Regions from separate parts of the Macaca mulatta genome. Here region 2 is linked to region 1. Evidence: chromatin contacts called from public Hi-C data. All regions are on one chromosome and are shown on one strand. Each heading gives the region's core, a stretch centred on a gene start, on an enhancer-like site or on the middle of the called end of the contact. The rest is flanking DNA. Distances are from core to core; before and after follow the strand shown. Region 1 holds the start of SOCS1 (suppressor of cytokine signaling 1). Region 2 overlaps RMI2 (RecQ mediated genome instability 2).

Region 1 (7,019 bases), core at 143-2,642:
GTGCACGGCGGGCGCGGCCGGTCAGATCTGGAAGGGGAAGGAGCTCAAATAGTCGCGGAGGACGGGGTTGAGGGGGATGCGCGCCAGGTTCTCGCGGCCCACGGTGGCCACGATGCGCTGGCGGCACAGCTCCTGAAGCGGCCGGACGCGGCGCTGGCGCAGCGGGGTCCCCAGCATGCGACGCGGCGCCGCCACGTAGTGCTCCAGCAACTCGAAGAGGCAGTCGAAGCTCTCGCGGCTGCCGTCCAGGTGGAAGCGGCCGGCCTGGAAGTGCACGCGGATGCTCGTGGGGCCCGAGGCCATCTTCACGCTGAGGGCGAAGAAGCAGTTCCGCTGGCGGCTGTCGCGCACCAGGAAGGTGCCCACGGGCTCGGCGCGCAGCCGCTCGTGTGCTCCGTGCACGCTCAGGGGCCCCCAGTAGAAGCCGCAGGCGTCGAGAAGCGCGCTGGCGCGCGTGATGCGCCGGTAATCGGCGTGCGAACGGAACGTGCGGAAGTGCGTGTCGCCGGGGGCCGGGGCCGGGGCCGGGACCGCCGGGCACGGCCGCGGGCGCGCTGGGGCCGCGGGCGAGGAGGAGGAAGAGGAGGAAGGCTCTGGCCGCCGTCGGGGCTCTGCTGCTGTGGAGACTGCATTGTCGGCTGCCACCTGGTTGTGTGCTACCATCCTACAGGAGGGGCCAGCCGGAGGGGTGGGCCATAGCGTCCGGGGGTGCGCTGCGGGGGAGACAAGGCGGTGAGCTGGGGCGCTGCGGGACCGGGCAGGTGAGCGCCCGCCGGGCAACTAGGGAGGGCGGCGCTCCCGGTGGATCCGGCCCTAGGGGGCGAGCGCGGAGCACCAAGTCCGCGCGGCACCGTTCAGCCTCAGTGGGCACAGCTAGAAAATGGGCTCTGTACTCCGCGGAACTCTTCCCGGCGGGTGGGGGCTCGGTGGAGGCGGAGTCCGGCCTCCAGGCAGCACCGAGAGGGGGGCGTGGAGAGCAGCCGGCTCCGGCTCCAGCCGTCCGGCCCCGGCTCGCCGCCCCGCGCCCGCCGCCTGCTGGCGAGGCTAGGACCCGCGCCTGGTCCGGGAGATTTGGGCTAGGACCAGAGAAAGGCTGTGCTGTGGGAGACCCGCGCGCGGGGGGCTGCCTGGGTGGGGCCGGCGGGGGCAAGGGGCGTGCCAGTCGCGACCCCATCCTGCAGCCCCCGAGGCCCGCCCGACTCCTGGCTGCCCTGGACTCCCCTTCCTCCTCCCTCCCGCCTCCTCGCCCAGGGCCCGGCTCACCTGGCGGCGGGGCGCGGGGCGCCGCGGGCGGGGCAGCGGGGGGCTCCGGGACGCTCCGGGGCGGCTCTCGCGCATGCTCCGGGACCAGGAGCCGTGCAGCTGCCACGGCCGCAGCTCACTGTGCTCGGCGCCCGCCCCTGCGCCAGTCTTTTAAACCAGCTGGGAGGCGGGGCTAGCGACGGCGGGAGGCCCCGCCCCCCGCAGGCCCCGCCCCCAGCTCCACTTTCGGTTTCTCTTTGTGCCGTGGCGTCCGGCGGGGACCGCTCGGGCCGTCTGCACCCCTCCTCTGGACCCTCTCGCGGGGCCCTCTGCCCGCCTGTTCGCACCTGCCCCAGCACCCGTCCCTCGAGGGCCCCTGGCCCCGACCCTGCGCCTTCTGGCCACTTCTCGGACGCCTCTTTCGGACTTGGCGACCCCGCTTTTGCCCCGCTACCTCGGGTTCCACTTTCTGCCGCCAGGCCCTATTGGGACGCTCCCTGACACACCCTCCTCCACCCCAGGTGTCTCCACACCCGCCGGGGACAGAGCCCTGTCCTCTCCTCCCTTGCAGCCAGATCCCCCCAGGAGACCACAGAACCTGTCCCCAACCCTGAGCCTGACGCCACCCCTAGACCCCTTCCTAGCCCCTGCTTCAGCCGCCATCGACTCCCTCAGTCGCCCTCCCTCCTGTCCCGAAGCCCTGCCGGCCGCTGCCTCTGGTCTTGGCTCGGGCTTCCCGGGAAGCAGCGGCCTGACCACAAGCTTCAGAGGAACCCTGGTGGCGCGGGCGCCTCCACCCCGGCCCAGTTCCTCGGAAACTGGGCGGGGCCGGGCAAGGTCCCTGGTGGCCTCGACTGCCCTCCCTGCACTCCCACTACCCGGCAGCGGAAGAAACTGAGGCCAGGGAGGGGCTGGGATTTGCAATGGCTTGCAGATAGGGAGCTCTGGACCTGGATCCCGCCTTCCCCGTCTTCATTTTGGGGAGAGGAGCAGCTGGACGACATCAGATTGGAACCCAGTGAAGAAATGGTGCATTCTCAGACGTGATGAATCCCAAAACCTGGTTTCCTATCCCTCATCTCCCTCGACCCCTTCCTCATAGATTTCCCCTTCCTACTGCTCCGTCAAGCATCTGCCCTTCAAAGACTGCCTTCCCACCACACACACACCCGGAGCTTGGGATGGTGAGCGGTCGGTGGTCAGGGCTGTCTTTTGCACGTTTTGGTGATTTAGTGATTCCCATTGTCGTGCGAGGCCATGGAGTAGGTGCCTGGCTGCTCCGTGTATTTTTGAATGAAGGCATGTGGGGAGCCCCAGCATCACAAGGGGCCACACAAAAGCCTGGGTAGGCTGGGGACTTGGTGACTGGTCTCACACTGGGGCACACTGCCCTCTACAGACAGCTCTCAGGTGACAGCCCAGACAGCTTCTCCCCTGGAAGTCCTGGTGGCTGGTCCTTCTTCCCGCCTCCTTGGCCCCAGGATGCCTTCTTCCCCAGGCAGAGCCTAGGTCTTTATTCACCTCCTGAGCACAGGGGGTGACCCAGAATCAGCCTGGCTTAGCACCCCATCAATACCCTGAATCTGCGTTTGGCCAGGGCTAGTGGTGGTCATTGATGTAGCCTCCTAGGTTGTGCGTGTGTAAGAGGTAAGAGAAGATGCAGAGCTTTGCCTGCACCAGAGGTCAGGTGTGTGATCATTCGAGAGATGTCCACTGAACATCTGCTGGGGGCCACACTCTGCGGTGGGTAATGGAATTACAAGGAGACCTAGCTCCAACTCTGCACCTTTCTATTCTTGTGACCTTGAGCGTGTGATTAATCTCTCTGCCATGGTTTCTTTATCTGTGAAATGGGGATAATAATAGTACCTCTAGCAGGGCACAGTAGCTCATGCCTATAATCGCAGCACTTGGGAGGCCAAGACAGGAGGATTGCTTGAGCCCAGGAGTTTGAGAACAAGCCTGGGCAACAAAGTGAGACCCCCTTCTCTACAAAAAAAAAAAAAAAAAAAAGTACAAAAATCAGCCAGGCATAGTGGCTTGTACCTGTAGTCCCAGCTACTTGGGAGGCTGAGGCAGGAGGATTGCTTGAGCCCAAGAGGTCGAGGCTGCAGTGAGCCATAATTTCATCACTGCACTCCAGCCTGGGCAACAGAGTAAGACCCTGTCTCAAAAAGAAAAACACAACACTACCTCCCTCCTGGGGTTGTGTGGGAATTAAATGAGTGAATACGGGGTCAGGTGCTTAAAACAACCCATAGCGTATAATCAGCACTCGGTAGATGTTTGCTGCTGTTGTTCATCCGAGTGTGCCTGTGGGTGTGGCTGTGTGTTGGAGCCCACAGACACATGGCTTCAACCCCTGTGTCCATTTTTTCAAAGAGATGGAGTGTTGCTGTGTTGCTCAGGCTGGAGTGTAGTGATAGGATCGAGGAGGCACTATAGCCTCGACCTCCTGGGCTCAAGAGATTCTCCCATCTCAGCCTCCTGAGTAGCTGAGACTACAGGCACATGCCACCACACCTGGCTAATTTTTTAAATTTTTTGTAGAGATGGGGTCTCACTACATTGCCCAGGCTGGTCTTGAACTCCTATCCTTAAGTGACCCTCCTGCCCTGGCCTCCCAAAGCACTGCCTTATAACCCCTAGTCCAGGGACCACAGGCCCGGGAAGGCACAGCAAGGGAGCAGGGAAGCTTCTAAGGGTACACTCAGCACACGTGGGTTCTCCTCACTGCCACCAGTGACAGACAGCTTTGGTTTCATTTTCTAAGTCCTGTGTTCAAAATGAAACCAAATCCAGATGCTGAAAGAGAAAAAGAAATCTGCTGATTGACAAGCATCCGCCTTGTGGGCTGTTCTCCCTGGAGGGCTGGGCACCAGACTCACAGGAAGCCAGGCAGTGCGAAACCCTGAGGGGACTCAGAGTGCTGGGCAGGATGGGACCAGGCTCTGACCCCAGACCTGCTGCATGACCTTGGGCAAGCAGTCTGCCCTCTTGGTACCTCATTTGCCCCAACTGCAAAGTGAGCTCTGAACGTCTCGTACCTCACAGAGCAGCCAGACATGCAGAGCCAAGGGCAAAATGCCAGGCATGGAGTCGATGCTTGGCACAATGACCTCTTGTCACAGGGCGGATAGACCAACCCTATGTCCACAGCTTGCTAAACCACAGCCAGAGCCAGATGTGTGGGAACATTCTCCTCCCTACTTTGGCAGGTCCTCGAACCCCATATGCGAGGGGCCCAGCCAGCATCTAGGGGAAGTCAAGATCCTGATGGTTTATGGCACTCAGCTTTTCAGTTTCTCTTTCTGGCTTTGGTGGCGCCTTGCTGGGAAAAGCAGCTCCTGGTCAGGGTGTGTAATCGGGAAACTGGTCTCTGCCCTGAAATTCCTCAGCCCTCCTTTTCCTCTAACCCATGTGTCAGCGAGGATCCCATGGGAGTCTGTGCCCCTGGGAGCCCCGAGCAGTAGGGCTCACATTGTGGATTCTGCTGACCGCTGGTCTGAATTAAAATGGGTCATTTCATAAGCATGTGGCCTGGGGCCAGCTTCTTAGCTTTTCTGTGCCTCAGTTTCCATATTTGCAAGATGAGGTGATAACATATCTATTTCTTCAATATTTATTCAGCAGATATTTATTGAGTTCTTACTGTGTGCCAGGCACAGGGGACTCAGAGGTGTTCGGGCAGACCTAGGGGAGTCAGTGAATTCACACCATCATTGCAGATCATACTGGGTGCTATGTGGGAAAGAAACAGAGAGAAAGGGGTGACTGTGTGTTTGTAGGGTGAGATAAGGAAGTTAGGGAAAGCCTCTTGGAGGTGGTGACATTAGCGCTGAGGTCTTTCTAAAAGTGGGATAAATACCGCAGGTGGAGAGAACAGCCAGTGCAAAGGCCCTGTGGTGGGGGTGCTTGAAGATAGGAAAGGAGAGTTGGTATAGCGAGCCAGGGGGTGGTGTGGGGGTGAGGCATAGGGGTTGGCAGGGTCTGATCCATCAAGCAGGGCCTTGCTGGGCTGTGGCAGGGCTTTGGATTTTGGCCTGAGTGCACGGGCCAGCCATCCAGGCCCAGGAGACAGCATAGGACTGAGTGTGGAAAGGGCCTTCTAGCTGCTGACCTTCCCAGCTGCTGGGCTTTCGCCACGAGGAGCTGTGGCAGTGGCCTTGGGACACTTGCCCATGGTCGTGTGAATTGGAAATTATGTTTCCCTTGATCAGATGAGGAGAGCACAACTTGGGGAACTGGTGGAACTTGGTGAAGGTATTTTGGGGAGCCCTGGGGCTTGGCAGAACCTGGCCTGAAGTCCTGTGTCTGGAGTCCTGTGCTTTGATGTACGGAGTAGATCCCTTCTGCTCCCACCGCAGGAACAACTGTGCGTCTCAGTGGCGGGTAAAGGGGTGTGAGCTCAGAGGACCCAAGTCCAAGGAGAAGGTGTGAGAGGCCAGGGAGCAATGGCATGAGCCGGTGGCCGGACTCCAAAGTGGCACCAGTCCTGGAGACTTGGTGAGACTCTTCCAGCAGGCACAGGTAAAGAAAGGAGAGATGAAGTCAGCCGTTACTTGAAGTAGTCAGTAGTCACTGGCTTTCGGAAAGCAGTCAAGATTGTTATGTTAACAGCTGTAAAATAGGAGGGGCAGGAAAGTAGAATTCTAGGAATGCTGGGGGAGGGGTCCAGACACACGTGCCTCCAGTTCCAGCTCCCCTCCCCATCAGCTGTGTGGCTTTAGGCAAATCCAGTGGCCCAGAGAACTGTCACAAAGCCCAAGCCTGGAGAGCACGGTGCCCGTTCTTCAGTAACTCCCTTGGGATCTTTGTCGTGGCCTATTCACTCCATTTTTGTACAGTATTCCAACAAGCCTAACCAGTTTCTACCCACCGCCCCCCATCCCATAAGTGACAAATTAGGTGTCAGCAGCTGACAGCAAGGACCAGTAGCAGTGACATGGGGGCAAAGAACGTGCAGAAACTATGAAACTAGGCACAAGAGCTAGCACACAGAGTGTGGGGCAGGAAGATTCCTCGTGTCTGTGGGCCCTCGCTGTGGTGATGCTGTTGAGAATGTCGGGTGTCATGATGACAGGTAGAATTGGGCCCGGTTCTCTCTGAGGAGGCGTCTGGTCTCAGGGTACACAGAGCAGCAGCAGTCTCCTCACGTGCCACAACTTAAGAAGCCCAGCATCTACTGGCCCAGTTGGTAGCGCCCTAGGCAGGCTCAGGGAGGGGTGACCCTCAACTGAGTTGTAAAGAGTGAGCATTACTTGAGTTCAGGAGTTCAAAACCAGCCTGGGCAGCATGACGAAACCCCATGTCTACAAAAATATGAAAAAATTAGCTGGGCGTGGTGGTACACACCTGTGGTCGCTGCTACTTGGGAACCTGAGGTGGATCACTTGAGCTCAGAAGACAGAGATGGCAGTGAGCTGAGATCACACCACTGCACTGCAGCCCGGGTAACATAGGGAGACCCTGTCTCAAAAAAAAAAAAAAAAAGAATGAGATCTCGCCAAGGGAAGGGAGGGAGGACATATTCCGGGCAGAGCATGACAAGAATGTGAGGCCCTGGGCAGCACATGAGGCCAAAGGTAAGCCGGACACCCCAAGGCAACCCTACTGGCTTTTAGGAGGAGACTGGTCTAGAGGAAGAGAGAGGGCTGGGCTGGACCTTTCCCTGCCCTGGGGTGATGGGTCCCTTTGTGGGAGAGCATTCTGGGTCACCTTGCCCAGACCAGCAAGCCCAGAGCAGGGGCTGATGTTATATCCACATGCCTTTACAG
Region 2 (7,785 bases), core at 3,433-5,932, 90 kb after region 1:
TTGGAGTTTTCTATAAGGAACAACCCTCCTGGGTTGCCTGGGACTGAGAGGGTCCTGGGATGTGGGACTTGCAGTGTTAAAACTGAGACAGTTGGGCACCCTCTGTCAGTGTGCGGTGGCGGGAGATTGTGCAGCTCCATGGAACAGCCTGTGCAAAGGCTTGGAGGGGATAGAGCCCCGTGCCTTTGGGGAGCCTGAGACAGCGGTGGAAGGTAGGATAGAGCCTCAGTGGCAGTCTGGAAGGACATGCCTGCTTCAAGATGGCCTTGAACTCTGCTCACCTCACTGCTGCTCTAGTGCTGTTCGCCTACCACCTCTTCCTCTGGAACATCCAGTTTATTTCCATAAACCTAAGGTGCTGAAGAGGCGAGTTGAATGAGAAGCTCTTCCTGCCCTCAGGCTGCTGTCTGTCTGCAGGAGAATCGGAGAAACCATGCTTACCTAGGTAGTGCTTGGATCAACTGAGTTCTGGAGGCAGGAGGTGGATTCAAGAATGTTGACTGCAGCATTGGGGTGGGGATGGTTTCGAAGAGGAGGAAGCTGGCAGGAGATGGGCCAGAGCCATTGGAATGGTCATGGCAACCGCGGCGTGGGGATGCGGGAAGGAGAGGGAGAGACAGTGGAGAGCTGCTTTGGAGTGGGAGAGGGTGTGGGTGGAACCTACAGGGCCAATTTGTCTCATCGCATGCCTTTGAGCTCATCTGGCTGGCTGTGTGTGCCTTCCTAGTAGAGCTCCTGTTCCCCTCTCCTGGTTGGAATGCCCTCGGGCTTGTTCTTCTTTTCCTGGGCCTTTAGTCATTCTACTTCTATGGGTTCCAACCCTACCAGCGCTTTAGGCCCTTTCACAGGGGAATGGCAAGTGCATTTTCAGAACCAGTCTCTGTCACGGATGGACCCAGGTGGAATGTGGGGAGGAGTTCTGAGATACCTGAGCACATCCTGCCTGGGGTTGAACAGCGGAATCAGGGGTCAGCTTGCCTGGCTTCCTTCAGTCAAAGCCCCAGGCCCCACGTACAGTGCAATGAAAGCGGCCTCACAGGGGCAGGCAGCGGGGCTGGCACCGGGCCTGTCTTTCCTGCAGTGTTTGGAGTTTTCTTTTACACAATCGGGTTTTGTGTGGTTGAGACTGGCCAAGTTTTGCTTTCAAGGAGAGTCACTTCCCCAAGGGAATGGGAAGAGAGTCACAGTTAATATGTCATTAGATCATCCCGGTGGCAGCCGGCCCTTGTGTGGATTTGCTTGTATGTGCTGGAGGAGGTGGCAGGGATAGGTTCCAGCAGTTGGAACAATGGGGCGGGGGGCTGCCTGCCCAGCCTTTTCGGCAACGTGGAGGGAAAATTGGATTTGCTTGGTCAGAGGGTGTCTGTAGAAAGAGGATGTGACCTGTGCACAGAAACCAGTCACATACCCTGTAGCATTGAGCAAGGAATGGGATTAGAGGACAGCTAAGGTTTTCTGCTCCTACCTCAGAGCAGGCTAATTATAACTCACTCTGACGGGAGCGTCGCCTCCATTCTTTGGGCATGATTACATTTTACATGACCGTTTTGTTTGGCCTAGTAAAATCAGAAACCAAAGAAGATGGCTGGGTTCGGTGGCTCATGCCTATTAATCCCAGCACTTTGGGAAACCAAGGTGGGTGGATCACCTGAGGTCAGGAGTTCAAGACCAGCCTGGCCAACAGATGAAACGCTGTCTCTACTAAAAATAAAAAAGTTAGCTAGGTGTGGGGGCAGGCACTTGTAATCCCAGCTACTCAGGAGGCTGAGGCACAAGAATCGCTTAAACTCAGGAGGCGGAGGTTGCAATGAGCCGAGATTGTACCATTGCACTCCAGCCTGGGCGACAGAGCAAGACTCTGTCTCAAAAGAAAAAAAAGAACATTACTATGGGCTTTTCTTCTTTTTCTAGGAAAGTATGTGATGGTGATGGGAGTGGTTCAGGCCTGCAGCCCTGAGCCCTGCCTACAGGCTGTGAAGATGACAGACCTTTCTGATAATCCCATTCATGAAAGTATGTGGGAACTGGAAGTGGAAGATTTACACAAGAATATTCCTTAGATAATGTTGGAACTGTCGTTAAAAACAACCAAAATCCTGAAACTGTTTAGAAGCTTATAATGATGTGGATTTCATGGACATTTTTTCAATGCGTATTTTTCAAAAGTTTCTCAGAGAGGCTTGCTTTGGTTGACCAAGGAGTCCGGATGTAGGAATGTTTAAGTCCTGGGATACTTCAGTGACACAGCCTCTGCCGCCCCTTGCTTTGCCTGTGTTCGCTGATGAAAAGCAGATGCTTGTGTTTCTTTTTCCTTCCTGGTTTGTGTGTGTTAATTCTCTCTCTCTCTCTCAAACACAGAAGTCTCATGTTGCATTTTCCAAATTTTATGAGTGATGATACTTTTTCCATTTCTGCTGCATCCCTGTTTTACAATGCAAAATTTAAGCGCGGTTATTGCCCGTGGTGATTAAAGTGTGGTTATGGGCAGGAAGACAGACTGTGTGAAAAAGGAATGACATCAGGGCTTCTCCTCTTCTTCATCAGCAACTACCATAACCAGTTTGCAAGTCAAATGGCATATTTCCTAACGGCAGGCACCGCGGCTCCTGAAAGACAACAGCTCCCTTTCTGCTTCGGACACCACTCAAACATTTAGACACGGCTCTGTCCGTTTTCCTAGCTAGAGAAGGTGATACCTTCTTCCACCACTCAGAGATGTTGAGACGTTTTCAGAATTTCTTGTTGAAATGAAAAACATCAAGATAAAGGACGCCTTTCAGGCATTAGCTAAACTTCTGCTTCATAACTTTGGGTGAGACATGGTGAGCCTCCTGGTTTAGAGTTCTTTTGTCTTTTTGTGTGGAATGACTTTTTGCTGTGATTGTTTTGAATGTTGGGTTTCTGCTGTCTGCTTAGTACCCATACCTGAATTTTTTGAGACTTTAAATATCGAGGGAGTTAGATGATGTTATGACATGATTGTAGACTTTCGTCTGGATTATTGATATTCTACCTCTAATAAATTGTTTAATATGCTGTATGGGTTTTTTTTTTTTTTTTTTAAATAGACTTTTAAAAAAACAGTTTTAGGTTTTCAGGAAAACGTTTCAGGAGAAACTACAGCATTCCCATATACTCCACACTCACACCCCACTCCCAGTTTTTCCAGCTGTGAACATCTTTTATTAGGTTGGTACATTTGATAAACCAACATTACATTGTTATTAGCTAAAGTCTAGTTTACATTAGGCTTCATTCTTTCTCTTATACATTCTGTGGATTTTGCCAAATGCATAATAACATGTATCCACCATTACAGTATCGTCCAAAACAATTTCACTGCCCTAAAATTCCTCTGGGTTCCCCTTATTCACCCTTCCCCCTGCAACCCTGACAATCACTGATCTTTCTTTTCAATTTTGCCTTTGCCAAAATATCACATATTGGATCATACAGTAAGTAATTTTTTCAGACTGGCTTCTTTCATTTACTATGCATATATGATTCTTCCATATCTTTTTTTTTTTCTTTTTTAAGACAGTCTCACTCTTGCCCAGGCTGGAGTGCAAGGGCACAATCACAGCTCACCACAGCCTCAACCTCTCAGGCTCAGGTGATCCTCCCATCTCAGCCTCTCAGGTAGCAGGACTACAGGTGCGTGTCACCATGCCTGGTTAGTTTTTTTTTTCTTTTTTTTGAGACGGAGTCTCGCTCTGTCACCCAGGCTGGAGTGCAGTGGCGCGATCTCACCTCACTGTAAGCTCCACCTCCTGAGTTCAAGTGATTCTCCTGCCTCAGCCTCTGAGTAACTGGGACTACAGGCCACCACGCCCGGCTAATTTTTTGTATTTTTAGTAGAGATGGGGTTTCATCATGTTAACCAGGATGGTCTCAATCTCCTGACCTCAAGCGATCCACCCACATCAGCTTCTCAAAGTGCTGGGATTACAGATATGAGCCACCACACCTGGCCTTCATACCCTCTTGAGGGACACTTGGGCTCTCTCTCTGGCTGGGTCACTCAATCAGTTGTTTTTAATTGTATTTAAATTTAATTTTGGTGCACACAATGAGATCTCTGTTACAGAATTCTTAGGTTAAAACTTAGTCACAATGGCTGGGTGCAGTGGCTCACGCCTGTAATCGCAACAGTTTGAGAGGTCGAGGCAGGCTGATCACCGGAGGCCAGGTGTTCGAGACCAGCTTGGGCAACATAGTGAGTCCTCCGTCTCTACTAAAAATCCAAAAAACTTAGCCAGGCATGGTGGCAGGTACCTGTAATCCCAGCTACTCTGGAGGCTGAAGCATGAGAATCTCTTGGACCTGGGAGGCGGAGGTTTCAGTGAACCAAGATCGTGCCACTGTACTCCAGTCTGGACAACAGAGCCAGACTGTCTCAAAAACAAAAACAAAAAAACAAAAACAAGCGAACCTTATTCACAGCTTATTATGGGACACCCAGTAGTAACCCCTGAGGTAGATGTGTGGTAGACTCCCAAGATGTTAACCTGAAGTCTGCCGTACTGTGGTGAGATCTGCTTCTGTGCTAGAAAACAGACTCAAGCTGCCAAAAACCACCTGTACCATATCCTGCCCCATGTGTCCTCACCCAGCTTCTGGTAAATAATGTCCATTGAAAAATGCTGGTTGGGCTGACATGGTGGCCTAAGTGATAATGCCTCTTAGGAGTGTGCTGGAGGGTGGAGGTAGGAAAAGGAGGGCACTGTGTGTTTTTTCTGACAGTCCCCTCAAAACTGCTGGTGGCTTGGTGCTGGAAGGCTGTCGTCTCAGCATGTTAGCTGAGCTGTGGTTTCTCTGAATGTTAATAACTTTCACTGTTTCAGCTTGAGTTTCCTCCTTGACATCACCAAATGAAAACATATGTCAGAGGTTTTGGGTTTCTGGTGCCGAATCCAAGTTGGTTTATCAGCCATCGCTCCCCGCCAGACAATGGAGGCTGTGTGCTGGGGCGGAGCCGCTTCCCCTTTGACATTGGCTCTTTTCTAAGAACCGAAAATAAGCAACGGAGGCTGTGACTTCACTTTTCTTGGAACTGCTTTACATTACCCCCAAAATGGAGAAAACCCTCATTTAGCAGCTTTTGGATTGCCAAGTTCTCTAATTCTTTCTGTTGCATATTCTTGTAATGCTCAAGTTTTACTGACAAATTCTTCTGCATCAGGTGAAGCAGGAAGGGGAAGGAAGGACCATGTGTGAAGGAACTGAGTGCTTTCTTGCCTGGCCTGTGGGTGTGTGGTTTCATGGTTGAGGAGAAAAAGCACCTGGAAGACACACTGTGTGTGGATTGCCTTCCAGTTTCAAGGGTGACAACCCTGCGATCTACAGGTCAGCAGATGGCCTTGGGCTGGCGTTGCTAAGCATCAGGCTACAGCCAAAACTTACAGAGCAGCTGCCTGCTGCAAGGATAAGGAGAAAAATGCATTTTCAGTCATAATGACCTACATTTAGTAGATATTTTGGAGCTGGTGCGAAAGGACATCTTCAAGGGGCCTCTGCCTGCTTGCGATAAGGGAGACAGTGATGTTAGTCTAACCTGGGGTCCAGTCCTGGTCCTGCCCGTTCCTGTCTGACTTTGGCCTTGGAAGTCAGTCTGTGAAGCGGAGACAATTCTTCCTTCAAAGGGTGGTAGCTGGTAAGTTCTTGGGAACGGAATTAGCTTTCCCCTCCTGAGAGTGGATCTCTGTAGACAGGCACACACGTTGTTCTGAAATCATCTCTTGCTATCTGTCCCTGTTGGAGGCGCTTCCAGTGACATCGTGATTGTGTCTTATTTATCTCAGTATCCCTGCCCAGCATGGGGTCTTAAGTAACATACATGGGCATTCGGTCAATGTTAGGACTGGCTGGGTTTTAGGCTGGAAGACAGAGGAAATATACAAGCAAAGGCACAGTGTCTTAAATTTATACTTGGCCCACAGCAGTTTTCAGATGAAAGGAACCCCCTGCTTAGCAGGGCCTTTTGAAGTGGCCCCCCTGTGTAGTTTATAGCAGGCCCAAGGGTGCTGGCTTGACTGTTGGGGAGTGCTGTTTAAGTACAGAGGAAAGACCTGGTAAAGACATAAAAGGGTGGAGGAAAAGGAGCGAGACAGCCGAGTCCAAAAAACGATTCATGTGGTTTGGACAGAATCTGAAATGAGAGTCCTTTGAGACTGACTGAACGTCTCTTGATAAAGAGTGCAAGTTCAGCTGGGCGCAGTGGCTCATGCCTGAAATTCCAGCACTTTGGGAGGCTGAGGCGGGCAGATCACCTGGGGTCAGGAGTTCAAGATCAGCCTGGCCAACATGGCGAAACCCCGTCTCGACTAAAAATACAAAAAATTAGCTGGGTGTGGTGATGTGTGCCTGTAATCCCAGCTACTCGGGAGGCTGAGGCAGGAGAATCGCTTGAACCCAGGAGATGGAGGTTGCAGTGAGTGGAGATCGCGCCACTGCACTCCAGCCTGGGCAACAGAGCAAAACTCTGTCTCAAAAATAAAAAAAATAAAAATAAAAGAATGCAAATTCAACTAAGAGTTAAGTGCCAGGGACTGTGCTAGAAGCTGTCTCATGAGTTGCTTCATTTTACTGTCCCAGTACCCCTGGGAGGTCCGTTTCCCCTCTCCCCTTTCACAGCTGTGAAAACTGCTGCCACAGAGATGAAGTCCTTTTTCCAGGGGCATCTAGCTGGCAGCCGAAGAGCCAGGTGGTGAACCAGTAGGTGCCCCTTGTCGTCAAGGACACTGTTGTTGCGGGTGGCCGGGACCAGGCCCTTCTCTAGGGCAGCTCTGGGAGCTGATGGTCTCGACATGGGCGCTGGCCCCCTCTGCTGGTCTGTGCGTGGAAAATGGGATGACAACCAGTCACCAGAAAACAAGGGCACAGAATGGAGCAAAGGAACGAAATGGGGCCATGAGAAGCTTCACCCCTGTCTACCCAGGAGTTCTGCTCATTATGGCCAAGCCGAGGTGGGGGTGGAGAGAGTGCTGGATTTGGCAGCCAGATGGATTCTGAGGGGCTTGCAGTGGGGCCAGCCCCACTGTTCATTCAGGGGATGACCTTGGGTGGGTTATTTCACTGCCCTTACTTCTGATGTCCATAGAGAAGGGATGACGTGGGGTCAGAGAGGTTAAATAATTCATCCACATGACTATTCACTGGGATCCAGTGCTTCAAAGTTCACTTTAGTGGCCTTTCCGTCGCCAAGCGCCTGCTGGGTTCCAGACTCTGGATACACGAGGTGAACGAGACACGTGGCTGCCCGCTGTGCGCATGGTATCTTCTTGGACCTCCCATTCCTCCTTATCGTTCCCGTTTAAGCCCGAGAAAGTCCCGTGCTTTTAAGAACTTGTGTGGTTAGATTGGGCTCACCTGGGTATCCAGGCTAATCTTCCCCTCCCAATGCCCTGACTAATCCCATCTGTCAAAGTCTTTTGCTACGTAAGGTAACATATTCAGAGGTTCTGGGGATTAGGGTATGGATATCATTGTGTGGGGAGGGACATTCTGCCTACCTAGTCGGCCCTCTAGACCCCAATGATGTGTGTTCGTGCCAAATACAACTCTAAATCTCGTCACCTAATCACCTCAATCTGGTACTGGGGAGGCTTTGAGTATGACCCATCCTGGGCAGTTTGTCTCCTTCTGTGAACCTGGAACTCACTAAACCAGTTACCAGGCCCTAAAGTGCAGTGGGCGGCCGCCCAGAGGAGCACAATCCAGTTCTGTCCCTGATCCAAGGGACCTGAGATGTGATATGGGCAAGAAAGATAAGGAAGAAACAATGAG

What was found. Hi-C and Micro-C count contacts between places; a contact is called where the count stands out from the background.
Region 2: a Hi-C map of blood shows a contact between it and region 1, with 4 times the contacts expected there. The contact joins the enhancer-like site here to the promoter of SOCS1 in region 1. A contact is called at or near these places in 6 of 14 Hi-C or Micro-C datasets (CD4 T cells, blood, cortical neurons and 2 more).

The regions. Positions count from the first base shown.
Region 1 is chr20:12,410,629-12,417,647 of T2T-MMU8v2.0, forward strand. SOCS1 (suppressor of cytokine signaling 1) reads right to left here and starts at 1,393. Exons shown (of 2, transcript XM_001104595.5): 1 at 1,264-1,393; 2 at 1-713. The coding sequence starts at 663. The coding sequence ends at 22.
Region 2 is chr20:12,497,644-12,505,428 of T2T-MMU8v2.0, forward strand. RMI2 (RecQ mediated genome instability 2) reads left to right here. Exons shown (of 3, transcript NM_001194293.4): 3 at 1,912-2,540. The coding sequence ends at 2,060. Among named protein-coding and RNA genes, the nearest start is that of RMI2, 21 kb to the left of the region's middle. Within about 2 kb of position 4,683, at least 11 of the 40 cell types and tissues checked have an H3K27ac peak or open chromatin away from gene starts, as enhancers often do. A contact at or near this core is called in CD4 T cells and blood, where this site is marked.